Regions from separate parts of the Zea mays genome. Here region 2 is linked to region 1. A link is a contact called in public Hi-C data. All regions are on one chromosome and are shown on one strand. The core of a region is the stretch at or near the end of the contact, and the rest is flanking DNA. Distances in the headings are between cores, read along the strand shown.

The links. Hi-C and Micro-C count contacts between places; a contact is called where the count stands out from the background.
Region 2: a Hi-C map of tassel shows a contact between it and region 1, with 2.1 times the contacts expected there. The contact joins the promoter of LOC100193917 here to the promoter of LOC103649719 in region 1. A contact is called at or near these places in 3 of 25 Hi-C or Micro-C datasets (ear, leaf and tassel).

The regions. Positions count from the first base shown.
Region 1 is chr3:14,125,759-14,128,502 of Zm-B73-REFERENCE-NAM-5.0, reverse strand. It overlaps LOC103649719 (annexin-like protein RJ4), which reads right to left and starts at 1,332. Exons shown (of 5, transcript XM_008675454.3): 1 at 1,205-1,332; 2 at 777-922; 3 at 471-692; 4 at 61-375. The coding sequence starts at 1,280. It also overlaps the pseudogene LOC103651767.
Region 2 is chr3:14,781,067-14,783,810 of Zm-B73-REFERENCE-NAM-5.0, reverse strand. LOC100193917 reads right to left here and starts at 1,318. Exons shown (of 39, transcript NM_001349879.1): 1 at 1,009-1,318; 2 at 362-575; 3 at 182-277; 4 at 1-98. The coding sequence starts at 1,165. It also overlaps the pseudogene LOC103649725.

The sequences.
Region 1 (2,744 bases), core at 83-2,582:
CATCAACAAGGACGATTCGATGATCACATTCATATCGATCGCCTCTCCTCTCTCGCTCACCTTGGCGAAGTACTTGCTGGGATCTGCGACGCACCTCACCGCCGCCCGCAGCGCGCGCAGGTACCCCGTGGGGTCGGTGCCGCGCGGCAGCGCCTTGGCGACGCTGCGGCGGTGCTCGTCCTTGAAGCAGCCGAACGTGGCCCTGAGCTGCGCCTTGCTCCGGGTGCCCACGACCCGGATGAGCTCCTCGTGGCCCCCCGCGCCGCCGCCGTCCCTCACGGCCTCGTGCACGGCCTTCGCCTCCGACCGCGCTAGCTCCATGTCCACGCTGTCGGCGCCGTCGTACCTGTACGTGCTCACCAGGGCGAGCAGGAGCTGGAGGATGCATGGATCATGATTCATGCATGCATATATGCCAACCTATAGGGCCGGCCGGGGGAAATAAGCAACGCAAACGCAGGCAGGCGTACGCTGCGAAGGTTGCCGGCCGTGGCACGAGCGGCGACGTCTTCCTCCAGGGAGCGCCTGTACAGGGCATGGTAGGCCTTCTTGACGGCCACGAGCTCGGCGGACGAGTTGGCGCACGCGATCTCCACGATCACCGCGCACTCCTCCTGGAGGCACTCCGTCGCGGCGTTCGCCATCACCGCCTGCCTCTCGGCGGGGCCCAGCATCCAGTGGTACACTGCTCTCTGCACCCTCAAATTCGTCAGCTCAGGCGATGTCAAAAAAAAAAAACTAATTATACCAGATGATGAAAGCACGGTGATCGGAACCTCAAAATCGCCGGTGAGCTCGGACTGGAGGCGCTGGACTAGGCTCTCGCCGTACTTGTGCTCGTATTCCAGCGCGATCTGCTCCCTCTGCGTCGCGTCGCGGTGGGCTAGGATGCCTATCACCGCCTGCTCGTCGGTGCCCCATCCTGAATATAATGAACCACAGTGAAAAACAGCTCGCAAGTCGGTCATTTCTAATGTATTGTTTTGTTCCTTCCACCGGGGATGGAGGCTGTGCAAAGGAGCACAATATTGCAGTTTTGAATGCGTGCATGCAGCTTTTCAGCTCCCCTGTCTGTCCGTTTATTTAAGAAAAAGAATATGTTTACGTAAACATAACCTAGCTAGCTAATAATGAAAGATGAGGCCAATGTTTGAGCGTTTTACGCTCGTGTCAGAGAGATCAGGCGGAGCAACAATGACCTTACCCTGGAACGCCTTCAAGAGAGCCGCGGCATCTTCAGCAGGAGAAGGGACAACTCGAGGAACAGCAATTGTTGCCATTTTTCTTTTTCACTATGCCCTGATCTCTCCCTCCTCCTTTCTTTTCTTTCTTTTTCTCTAGATTGGTTCGTTTGTTCATCACAGCAACACCCACCCACCCCCTGGTATTTATGGAGATATGATATCTGACCGTTTGCTAGAATTGAAACCTTGAAGAAACTGCATGGTAATAATAATCCAGCGCGTTACTCCGTTTTTTTTTCTCCGGTTAGTTTTAGCATTTAACTGTGGGGTGTTTCAGATTTCGATGCCTGTGAGTTTCAATGTCTCGGAATATCCATGGTTTTGGTAAAAACAAACAAAACGAATACAGTATATATATAGTATCAAGGACAAAGAAAAATAGCTTTGACATACATCCACACCAAATTCTGCTTGCTAATGGATATGCGATTTTGTTTTATACGTTGTTGCATATTTCTATCACATATATTTTATTTACGTCGAATATACTCTTGCGTGCAAGGTTCACCGTCCCGTTTTCAACATATTTCTCGCTCAACAGCGAGAACGAAATCCGCCCAAAAACCGTTAATCCCGAGTGGTTTGTATTTTTCAAATTTAAAATACCGTTTTCCGTTTTTCTCGGTGAAAACAACCGCTTCTCAACTGGTTTTCGGTCATTTTTCGCCGGGAAACGCCACTTAACAGGTTCGAGTTCAAATTAACGGGTCTACAACAAATCAGATTATTTTTTTATATTAAAATATAAGCTTTTGAATTAAAAAAGTACATTTCCTGCCTCTTGAAAATCTCTAGTTTAAAATATAAGTACATTTCCTTACAGGTTACCACTAAAATAAAACCATTCTTTGGCCATTGTGCTAAAAAACCAAGTTATTTCTACTTCAAGATGGAACTTGATTCTAGTTCATGTAATATGAAAAATTGGTTCTTATATGTTGAAATAACTGACCTTATGTTTTCGACTTTCACCTCGACATTAATCCAGCTATCCTTTCTTGATGTTCTGTAGGCTAGTTGAATCACACATTCAACTTGCTCATCCTGTGATACTTCTGCAAGTTCCTCGATGCCCATGGCTATGACGGGGCAGTATAGCTCCACCTTCCAGAGCCAGCTTGCTGAGAGGCATATGAGAACATTGGTAATGGTGCCCCGTATGAATGGTTTGAGGATCTCAGTTCAACTAATTCAGTTAGTTACTGCAAGATTCATCATCTGTATCCATTGGTTCTCAAGGATTGCCGCAACGATCTTTACAGTGTTCTTTGCAGCATCTCTGCACTTTGAACCAGTAAACTGGGTTCTTAGTGATCCTTGACGGAGATCATGAGGAGCTTTTTAGATGCACACCTGAAAGGCCAGGGACAAGAAAACCATAACACATCCTTGAAGTTGGCATGAGGTTGTATCTCAAGAAACTAAAATGACGATTTCTTGTCTGGATAATACGTCAGCACTAAGTTGACAATGGCGACGAAGACCTGTATCATATCTTGT
Region 2 (2,744 bases), core at 69-2,568, 660 kb before region 1:
GCACAGCCTTATCACGGATGCACTGTTGCACTAGAACACTCCTGGGTGGCGGTGCACCTGAGGACTTGACACCGCCAAGAAATGCCCAGTTACTATTCCTGAAAGCACATCAACCAGCACAAGTTGATATTGAAGACAAATGGAGAAAATAAGTATCTATCCAGACCAGAGCCACACTCACCCTAAGTTGACCAACTGCACGATCCGAACAAACGCATGTGTATCATGGTATGGCAGTGCGCTCAGCAGCAACTCATCCGAATTGTATACATGCACCCTACATGAAGGTTCCCACCAGAAACAAGAGAATAAGCTAGAGCTCGTAGGGCCATCGGCAAAATTAGCTGAGCTAAATTCATACAGGTATCTGCGGATAAGGTATTCAAGGGTCTTGAGGGCAGAGGGAAGATGCAAATAGCCAGCTAGAAGGCGAAGGTAGGTGGAGATAGACTTGTTGAGTTTGTCGTTCTCCTTGGGAGTCAACTGTTCGCGGTTCACCTCAAGGCTAGTCTCCCTGAACAGAGTGTTGCTGTATTTTGCAAATCTCTCGTCTACGCTGGTAAGGTGCTCCAACCCTGAAAAGCAATTTGATTCAGGTACCGTAGAGGAAGAGAAGCTCTTCGAATGAAATACCTCATATGCAAAACTAAATTGGTTTTGTTTTTAAAAACTTCATTCAATTTGAGCTATTAGTGAAGTTTCATAAAATCGCATGCATAATTGCACAAGCATAAACAACTAGGTGTACTATGTAGACGGATGGGATCAACCTGCAAATAGCAGCAAAATCCAGAGGGAATTCCGAGAAAGCTGATTTAGATATTATATTAAATGGGAGCTAAAATAAGAATCAAACGAACCAAACAAAATTCTAGAACGCTCGGTTTAGCGGAAAATACAACCAAGTTGTCCTTCATGAAATGCTGGCTAGTGGCTACTCTAGAAGAGCGCAACTAATAAAGCATCAGCATGCTCGAACCGATCAGGTCGGTAGTTAGTGGTACGAACCAGAGAGGGCAATGGGCAGGATGGCCCGGAGGTCGATGTCGGCGGCCTCTTTGGCGTCGAAGAGCACAGACGGCCGGGTGACGGGCCGCCGAGCCGGCTCCGGCGCAGCGCCGAGCGCCGACTTGATGGCCTTCAGCTGCGATGCGATAGACGACATCGCCGACAGCTTGTCTCGTTGGCGGTGGCCGCGACTCCCTTGATGAGGAGAAAAACTGGTGCCGCCGCTACTGAACCCTAAACCCTGCGCGGCGGGACAATGGCGGCGGCGATGACGGGTCGGGACTCGGGAGAGGATCAGCTGTGTGGCGGTGATAGCCTGAAAAGGCAGAGGCGTACTTAGAGCCCACCTAAAGCGCGGCCCGGTCCAGGTTTTGATAGGCCCTTAAACGGATTTTCGCATGACGCAATGTAGCCCAATATCTCCAGTACGTGTATCCTCCTGCATGTGATTTCGACGTTTGTTGTTCACGTGTGTCACGAATCGGCCACGGCCCACTGTTCGCTGCATAAACAGTCAGCGGATAGACACACACCACTACTCTTTGCCTTGTTCGATGCATGTTGTGTGGCTCACGTGATTGTTTTAAAAAAACTAGAACATTAGGCGCCCCTTCGGGCACCCTACAGTGGTTAAAGGCAGAAGATAATAACTATGTAAATGGTATGGCCTAAAGAGAACACTTGCATTTCTAGCTATTCAATTTTAATATTTTTAGCATATACAGTCGACAGAGAGAACTTGCAAGCAGAACATACAACTATATCGTTGTCTATCGAGCTATCCTACAGTACCTCCTCCTCTTCTTCTTGGTGTTGCTGTCTATCAGTCTTGAGCCAAGCTTTCCATGTACAGTTAGTGGGTGTTAAATGTTCACTCAAGATCGGTCCTGTTGTTGTTATGCACAGGGACGGTGGGTAAGACGTCGAAAGGCCATTACGCTCCGCCTCCTATCTGGCATGCGAGAGCTCCCTCAACGCAAGGTTGAACATCTCCTTTAGGCGCGCGGATGAACTGGAAAGGACGTTCTTCTCGATCCGCTTCTGGTGCCTGCTGGTCTTCGACCACTCGATTCCCAAGGAGACCTGCACATTGCTTGCTCTTTGCTTGGGAGCGAGGTCCTCGACCTGGTACTTGATGTGGAGCTGGAAAAAAAACAAGATAGGAGCGCAGGTCAGAATCCAGATGTGTCGTGTTTCTCTTCTTCTGCTGGTATGAAGAAAATCGGCGCAGCAGGCTTGATCTTTCGTGTGGTGATTAGAATGGACCTCCTGCAGTTTTTTTTGCCGCCACATAGACACAGCTACCCCCTGACCACGTTACAGCACGGAATATCATAACACTAACTAATTGACCAAATGACAAGCATTTTGTTTCTGATAAAAGGAATGTTTTATATGTTTCAAGATCGTTACATCGAGTAATTTAGAAGCTGGAAATACTCCATCTAACAGACTTCAAAATTTTCGTTAAAGAAAACGGGGACTTCTGACAAGCAGAAGAGCATGCAAATTCAACCCAGAACGCCAGAGAGGAAGAAGATTCAGTTACGTATACAAACCGTAAAGAAGTCGCCAAGAAGGACTCCTTGGAGCTCCATCACCTCTTCGATAACCCATCCTTTCTTATTAGGCATAAGAGATTTCTGCTGGGTTCCTGTCACTTCTCCGCCAACGGGAGACAGCTTCTTGCTGAACTTGTAATGGATTTTTCGTTGATACTCATTGGGTTTATCTGA